Regions from separate parts of the Ovis aries genome. Here region 2 is linked to region 1. A link is a contact called in public Hi-C data. All regions are on one chromosome and are shown on one strand. The core of a region is the stretch at or near the end of the contact, and the rest is flanking DNA. Distances in the headings are between cores, read along the strand shown. Region 1 has its middle 35 kb from the start of MEOX1. Region 2 holds the start of SOST (sclerostin).

The links. Hi-C and Micro-C count contacts between places; a contact is called where the count stands out from the background.
Region 2: a contact with region 1 is called in a Hi-C map of liver, with 5 times the contacts expected there. The contact joins the promoter of SOST here to the enhancer-like site in region 1. A contact is called at or near these places in 12 of 16 Hi-C or Micro-C datasets (blood, hypothalamus, liver and 6 more).

What each region holds. Positions count from the first base shown.
Region 1 is chr11:43,345,155-43,349,191 of ARS-UI_Ramb_v3.0, forward strand. No RefSeq gene overlaps it. Among named protein-coding and RNA genes, the nearest start is that of MEOX1, 35 kb to the left of the region's middle. Within about 2 kb of position 2,262, at least 1 of the 54 cell types and tissues checked has an H3K27ac peak or open chromatin away from gene starts, as enhancers often do. A contact at or near this core is called in liver, where this site is marked.
Region 2 is chr11:43,394,776-43,398,895 of ARS-UI_Ramb_v3.0, forward strand. It overlaps SOST (sclerostin), which reads right to left and starts at 1,692. Exons shown (of 2, transcript XM_015098809.3): 1 at 1,424-1,692. The coding sequence starts at 1,640. It overlaps LOC132657351 (a long non-coding RNA gene), which reads left to right. Exons shown (of 2, transcript XR_009595359.1): 2 at 2,578-4,120.

The DNA.
Region 1 (4,037 bases), core at 1,012-3,511:
TTTGCTGTCCATTTTAACATGCTCTCTTGGAACTTCTGGATGCTGGGTCTCCCCTCTGTGAGGCTCCCTGTTTTCCAATAAGAACGCAATTTTCTTACACTCTTTCTTCTCTCTTCTCACCCTTGGAAAACTCTTCCTGCTCCCAGAAAAGGATTTGGTTTGGTTGTTTGCACCACAGCTCATGCCCAAATTACTGTGGGGTCCCAGGTGCTCAAGAAACTCAGTGTGGTGCTGGAAAAGACCCTTGAGAGTCCCTTGGACAGCAGAGAGATCAAACCTAAAGGAGATCCTAAAGGAGATCAACCCTGAATATTCACTGGAAGGACTGATGCTGAAGCTGAAGCTCCAGTACTTTGGTCACCTGATGCGGAGAGCCAGCTAATCGGAAAGACCCTGATGCTGGGAAGGATTGAGGGCAGGAGGAGAAGGGAGTGACAGAGGATGAGATGGTTGGATGGCATCACCGACTCAATGGAAATGAGTCTGAGCACACTCTGGGAGATGGTGAGGGACAGGGAAGCCTGGTGTGCTGCAGTCCATGGAGTCACAGAGTCAGATACGACTGAGCGACTAAACAACAACCCAGGCTCCATTTCCCACCGGGGAAATCGAGGCTGCCCTTCTCTGTTAGGAAGGGGTGTGGAAGGCAACTGTTAAAGACTTCTTTTTTGTTCCAGATAATCTGATATTTTTTTTTAACCACACCATGTGGCATGTGGAATCTTAGTTCCCTGACCAAAGATCAAACCCGTGCACCCTGCATTAGGAGCCTGGATCTTAACCACCAGAATGCCAGGGAAGTCAATGTCTGTTTTAAAGGGAAGCTTTAACTATTCTAACATAATAAGACTTTTTTCTTCTATCTTTTCTGTATTTTCCATTTTTCCACGATGAGTATGCATTATTTACTTATTTTGCCAACAAACTTGACAACTTAATTAAGCTGAATGATATCAAAGACAAACTGTAAAAATTAACTCAGAGAATAACATCTGAATAGCCTAATATCAATTAAGGAAATTGAATCAGTAACTAAAAACTTTGAAACAAAGTAAAAACATGCATTACTTTTACAATTAAAAAGGAAATTTTCATCTAAAGGAACAATCAGACTCAAGGCAAGATATGCTTAAGTGCCAAGCAGCCAAGTGGCAGGAGAAGCCACTTGGTCACTGAGGCTCTGAGTGGCCCCACCTGGAGGGAGGGGTGGGAAGGAAAAGATCAGGGAGGATGGTGGGGGCCCCCTGAGGGGCTCCAGGGGCTGTAGGCTCCAAGAAAGAGGAGGTGGATTATGCTGGGTACCCCTCTGCTCCTCAGCACCCTGGACAGTGCCTTGCACGCAGTAGGCCCTCAGTAAATACCTGTTGCGCTCAAGGCAAGGTGAAAACAGAGGGGAAAATGTGCTGGAGGTCATGGCGGAGGAGAGGGTCCCATTAGGCTGGAGTGGAGGGTCTACCCAGGGAACAAAGATGACCTGAGACCCAACTGGAGAGCCTATTCAGTGCTGGTCCCAGCAGGGTTTCTCCATCTCCGGAGAGAGCAGCCACCCAAGGTGGGGGCTAAGGAGTGACATTTAGAAATTGGCATTTTATCAAAATGGAACTGGGGTGCTGAGCTGTGAACTTGAATGGACTCTGGGGGTGAGGAGGGGATCTACGGATCTCCTAGGTTTCAGACAGTCTCTGAGAGCCTCTCCCCTGGGGATGGCCTCAGTTTAGGCCAAGTCTGGAGTGTGAGGCTGCCTTGGGGGACACAGCTAAGTAGGGAGCTCATGACAGAATGCCCAGGGTCCCAGAGAGAAGATGGGGCTGGAGAGCTGGGAGTCATTCCCACCTTGAGAGCTGACTGAGGGGAGCAGGAAGTGGAGGGGTGGGTGTCCGGAAGGCCCAGTGAAAGGCTGGGGAGCGGAGAAGGCACTGGAGGTGTAAGAGGGGAGTAAGCGTAGGGAAGGGTCACTGAGGCAAAGGGTAGGGAGAGCCTCACAGAAAATCGGGAAGATGAAGCTGGGAAAAGGCCCCCGGACACTGGCTGGATTGTGGCCTACAACGGTCCTTTCCTTGCAGGTCTCAGAGCAGGGGGCTCAGCCAGTGACTTTCCCAACCCCTCTGCCTTTGCACGTGTTCTCGAGCTCTTTCATCAGACAGCTTACTAGTTATACTAGATGATGAGAATAAAAGTCCACATCCTTCCCACAGGGTCTGGCCCCAGCACCCTTCCTGAGCCATCTTGCGTCACCCCCACTCTGCCCTTCCGTTGCCTCCTGCTCCTCCAGCCTCAGACTTGCTCCTCCAGGAAGCTCATTCCTGCCTTGGGACCTACGCACTTGCCATTTCCTATGACTGAAATCCCCTCCCCTAGATAAAGCCACATGACTCATCCCCACTTCCTTCCCCCAGTCCCCTTATCAAAGAGCCTTCCCTGGCTGCCCTAGCTCCGCGGCACCCACTGCCCTTTTCCTCTTCTTCAGCTTTCCTTTTCTTCCTGTCTCTATCATCCCCTGACGTGGCGCATTTACATGTTGGCTGGTTTCTGTTGTTGCTGCCCATCTTAGTCAGCTATTACTGAAGCAATGCTGTGTAACAAACCACCCCAGTACTCAGGGGCTTAAAACAACAGCATTTCTTTTTCTTATTTGTGAGTTTGTGGGGCCGCTAGGCAGCACAGCTCCAGGTTGTAGCTCCTGTGCAGATTCAAGTAATTCTTCATTGTCCTTGGACCAGTGGGACTTAGCCTTTCCATGGCGGCAAATGGCAGGAACTTAAAAGCCAAGGTAAATGTCACAGGATATTTAAGGATGCTCACAGTGCTGTTGTTGTCCAGTTGCTTAGTCATGTCTGACTCTGCAACTCCATGGACTGCAGCACACCAGGCTTCTCTGTCCTTCACTATCTCCTGGAGCTTGCTCAAACTCATGCCCATTGTTTTGATGATGCCATCCAACCATTTCATCCTCTGCCACGCCCTTCTCCTTCTGCTCTCAGTCTTTCCCAGCATCTTTTCCAATGAGTCAGCTCTTCGCATCAGATGGCCAAAGTACTGGGGCTTCAGCTTCAGCATCAGTCCTTCCAGTGAATAGTCAGGGTTGATTTCCTTTAGGATTGACTGGTTTGATCTCCTTGCTGTCTAAGGGACTCTCAAGAGTATTCTCTAGTGCCACAGTTAGAAAGCATCAATTCTTTGGCACGCAGCTTTCTTTATGGTCCAACTCTCACATCCATACATGACTACTGGAAAAACCATAGCTTTGACTATATGGACATTTGTTGGCAAAGTGATGTCTCTGCTTTTTAATATGCTGTCTAGGTTGGTCATAGCTTTTCTTCCAAGGAGCAAGCCGCTAACATTCTGCTGGCTAAAGAAACATCATGGCTAAGTCTAATATCAGCAAAGTGAGGAAATATATACCCCTCATAACAAGTATGTGGATGTATGGGTGTGGTGGGTGGGGGTGGGGAGTGACTCTTTCCATAACCGTACTTCAAACTATCACATCCCCCAGGAACTTCCCTGGTGGTCCACTGGCTAAGACTCCAAGCTTCCAGTGCAGGGGGCCTGGGTTTGATCCCTAGTCAGGGAACTAGATCCTGGATGCCACAATAAAAATCCCATGCACTGCAACTAAGACCAGTGCAGCCAAATAAATAAATATATTTTTAAAACTCCCAAACTGTCACATCTTTCAATAGAACATAAACAGGGGCTGGAGCTGGGGCCAAATCCAAGTTTTATCCCCAGCATTTAGAATAGTTCTCGGCATATAGCAAGGGTGCAATAAACACTTGTTGACGGAATGTATAAACGAGCCGCTTAGCATTCAGATGACAAGGCTGCCCATCTCCTGCCAGCTCCTGTGCCTAAATGTTGGTTGTCTCCCCATCTCCCTAACACAGCTCCCCTCCCCCCACCAACCTGGGCCCAGGGATTGGTGCTGTCACAGGAGGCATGAGAGCCTCCTGTCTCCCTTAGGCTCCCAATACTTTTGAGAACCAGTATTCTCCTCCCCCAGTGCACCTCCATCCTCCGGGATCCCCTGGAAG
Region 2 (4,120 bases), core at 442-2,941, 49 kb after region 1:
TATGACCAAAACCAGAGAGGAGACAGACAAGGCCAGCCCCCCACACCCCTACCTTGTAGAATAAGCACAGCAGCAGGGTGTGTGGGGGGTTACCTTCCGCCCCCAGCTGGCCTTTTGTTTCTGGTCTGGTTTGGCACCCTTGCCCCTGCTCCTAGGCCCGCAGGGGTGGTGTGTGGGGGCGGCCTGTTTGCCCAGGGAAGGAGGCTTGGGGCTTTCCAAGAATAGTACCCCTAGGTCAAGTGCTTCCTCTGCACAGGGTGACTCCGGAGCACGTGGCTTCCTCTGCACCTGTGGCATTCATGGGAACCCAGAGAGGTGGACATCTTGGGTTCCTTACAGCCCATCCCTTGAGTTTACTTGATCTTCCCTGGGCAGGAGCAGGGGAGAGGCACGGCTCCTCTGGCGTGCCCTCTGCAGAGCCCCCATTCCCAGCTGGTTGGGAGGCAGGGCAGGATGGGATCCCAGGGCCAGGGCTGTGGACTCCTCTCCCACCTGGACTGCGGCCAGAGGGCCTTCCTCTGAAGCATCATTCCGGCCCCCTGCCCCCAGCCATTCCTGCCATCTGCAGAGCCAGCTACGCATGCTGCCCCTCAGGCTTCTCTGTGCAGACCCAGCCAGGGACCCAGGTGGGGTCTCTGCCCTTTCACTAGGGTCAGGCTCCCTCCCAGGAAGGAGGCAAGGCTAGATCTAGGGTGGCGACTCAGGACAGAGGGTGCCACCTGTGTCCATGCCCGGCCCCAAGGATGCTGCTTCCCCTCCAGGGCCCCCACTCAGGTAGCTGCAGCGCCCATTCCTTCAAGGGCCAGCTCACTGGGTAGATCATGGGTGGTGGGGGCTGAAGGGGTGCCCCTCTGGCGTCCCTTTCTCACTGCTTTGCCAGGATTCGTTGTGACTTTTGGCCTCCGACATCCCCTATGTAGTCCCCTTCCAGGGCTGTCTTGTAATTGGATCAAACTAGCTTCAAATCTCAGCTGGCTTAACAAGCCACTTCATCTCTGAAGCCTCCTTGGGAGGAGGACCTTGGGAGTTCCCTGGGGTACGGTCCAGGCATAGTCCATGTAGCGACTGCATCTAGCGGGTGCTCACAGACGTGAAGCTCCCTTGTCTTGTCCCCTCCCCAGTGGGGTCAGCAGTTGGACCCTACTCCTCTCTTCTCAGGAGGGGATTCTTTGAAATCTCCTTTCTGAGCCCCTGAGCCTGTCCCAGAGCTGCACCCACCACCGCAGCCTCCCTCCTGCTCTGCACTTTCACTCCCAGGACCCTGTCAGCCCCACGCCCTCGCACTTGAGTTCTAAGGATACAGCTGACATGGCATCTTTCCCTGGCTTCCTGGCAAAGTTGTCTGTCCACTGGTGCTGGTAACAGTCCCAAAGAGAACCTTCCCAGGACCCTTATGCTAAAAATACTCTCCTGCGTCACATACCTTTGGTCTCAAAGGGGTGGTGGGGAGGTCTCCCTCCGTTCTCCGCCCGGTTCATGGTCTTGTTGTTCTGCTCTGGCAGAGGCTCGGGGTACTCGCCCAGCTCAGGGATGATTTCCGTGGCATCATTCTTGAAGGCCTGCCACCCCTGGCCCTCCACCACGCGGAAGGCTGCATGCACCAGCAGGCAGACGAGACACAGGGCAAGAGAGAGCTGCATAGTGCCAGCTGGAGGAGGGCACTCGGCCTTCCTAGTAGCACAGGCTCCAGTCCCCAGCCTGGACACGTTTGCCTTTTTAAAGCCCCCTCTGCCTCATGCCAGCCAATGAGGACAGGCTGGGGCAGGGCTGGTCCCATGCTTCCCTCAGCCCAGGAGGAGGGAACGGGGTGTGCTCCAGGCAAGCCCTCCCCAAAGACTCCTCCTTGAGCTCAGAAATCTCCCAAATTGCTGCTGGTGCTCCCAGGTGACCAATGGTGAGGGGGGCGTGTGAGGCAAGCCTGCTCTCAGCGCCTCCCACGTGCAGGCGGCTGCAGTTTTCGGATATCAAAACGAGCTCCAGCTCCTCATCTCTACCTCCCTGGGCCCCTCAGGCTTTCTCAAAACAAACTCAGCACTAGCTTAATGAAGCAAACTACAGCTCTGAGTTCTCTGCAGGTCTTAGCCCTGCTGATCCCACCTCTCAGGCCAAGTTCATTTGTCACCCCACCAAAATAAAACGATGGTGTCTATTGGCCCCCACGGACCCAGGCAGAGGCAGAAGGCAGCTTTTTAAGAACTCTCATTGGCCTACATGTGGCTCAGCATCAATTATCCTGACCAAGAAGGCCCCTCTTGTCATCATCCCTCTGGAAGGCAAGAGGGAAATCTGGAGGGTCACAGCAGGGGCTTCTACTTCCGAGGGGGCAGGGATTCTGGTTTCCAGGCCAGGGTGAGAGGTCAACAGGCTCTGGTGATGGAGACAAGGAGGAAACCTCGGCTCAGGCTCCCTGGAGATCTTGTGCTTGGTGACAGGCACTTCTTGGCAGGCTGATGTGCCACGGGCAGTTATTTCCCGGGCCATGCTGTGGGTAGAAGTAGAGAGCACAAAATCCCTTTTCTTAGCAAAAGTGGAAGCCAGCATTTTTAGTGCTGACATTTTTTTTTTCTTGTTTCCCAGACCATTACATTTTTCAAAACCCGCTTTGAGTCCTGTGTGGAAAACCTTATTGGTGCAGAGCATGGGATGGATGCATTCGGTGAAGCAGTACCAGGTCCAGCTAGCCACAGAGAGCTCAGAAGGAATCGCTACCTTTCCCTGGTGGCTCAGGTCGCCCACAATGCTGGTGACCTGGGTTCTATCTCTGGGTTGGAAAGATCCCCTGGAGAAAGGTATGGCAACCCACTCCAGTATTCTTGCCTGGAGAGTCCCATGGACAGAGGAGCCTGGCAGGCTATAGTCCATAACGTTGCAAAGAGTTGGACATGACTGAGTGATTGAGCACACAAACACACCCTGGAAAACAAAGAGGGCCCAGGGAGGGGGAGGAAGATTCACACCTGAGGTGCAGGAAAAGAAAGGCGCACCCGCGGAAGCGTTCGTGGCAGACGGATTGTTTGAGGAGGCACACTCGCTCCAGGCCTCGAAGGAGGCTGGGAAGTGGACTGTGGTATTTGGTATTTTCACTGGGCAATGAATCAGCACACCCCACCTGCACACCCCACACTCTGCCACCTGCCTCGACTTGTAAGTCACTGTGTCCATCTGCGGCCGTCTGTCCCTCCTTTCCATCATCCATCACTCAACACATAAATGCAGCTGCTCTGACAGTTTTACAAGCCAGACAGAAGCCCCTGCAGGAAGGGCCCCCTCTGATACCTGCTTCCCAAGTCAGTTTCCTTCAGGGCAGACGAAAACAGCTGTGGCCATTGTTGCGGGTGATCTATCTCTCCCAACAGAGCTGGCCGTGTTGTGAGAAGGGGGCCCTCCGAACCCTCTCCCCTTGTCTGTGACCTTCCAGCCTCCTTTTCCCTGACTCTGGAATGCGGACCGTTAACCCTATTGTGGCCAGACTTCTTGCCCTGGAGTTCTGAGAGGGCATTTCTGATGTCTGGATTCCTTGAACTGGAGGGACTTGATGCTGGAGCCCCACCTGCTGTTGGGGTCTGCAGCTCATTCCTAGGAAACGGAGACTGAGGGGACCATCCTTGTAACACTTCTGCCATCTGCTGGAGACGGAAGGAGGAGCCAGTGATCAGAGGATGGCGAGGCTCGGGATTTCATCATTTGAAACAGAAGTAATGTTTTAGAGAGAGTGAGAAGGAGAGAAAAGGAGGAGAAGGAAGAGAAGAAGGATCCAGTGGACTTGAACCTGTAAATTAGCTCCATTCTTTTGAATTACTCTCTGCCAAGGTATAGCCATGCTTTTCACAGAATGGCTCGGCGAGAACCTGCTGTGAGGCCATCTGCTTTCTCACTGAACACTGATTCAGTTTTATATTTATTCAGTCCACAGACCTGTCATTGTTCAGAGCTAGACATTACTCCCCAGAGTTAAACCCTCAGGGTTTTAGCTGACTTCTGTTGTTGGTAGTTTAGGTTATTTCCGACGTTCCTCTATCCTCAGCAGCGATGCTATGAACATCCTTGGACAAAGTCATATATTGAGTTAAACTTTTTATTTTGGAGTCATGGTAAATTCACATGCACTTGTAAGAATATA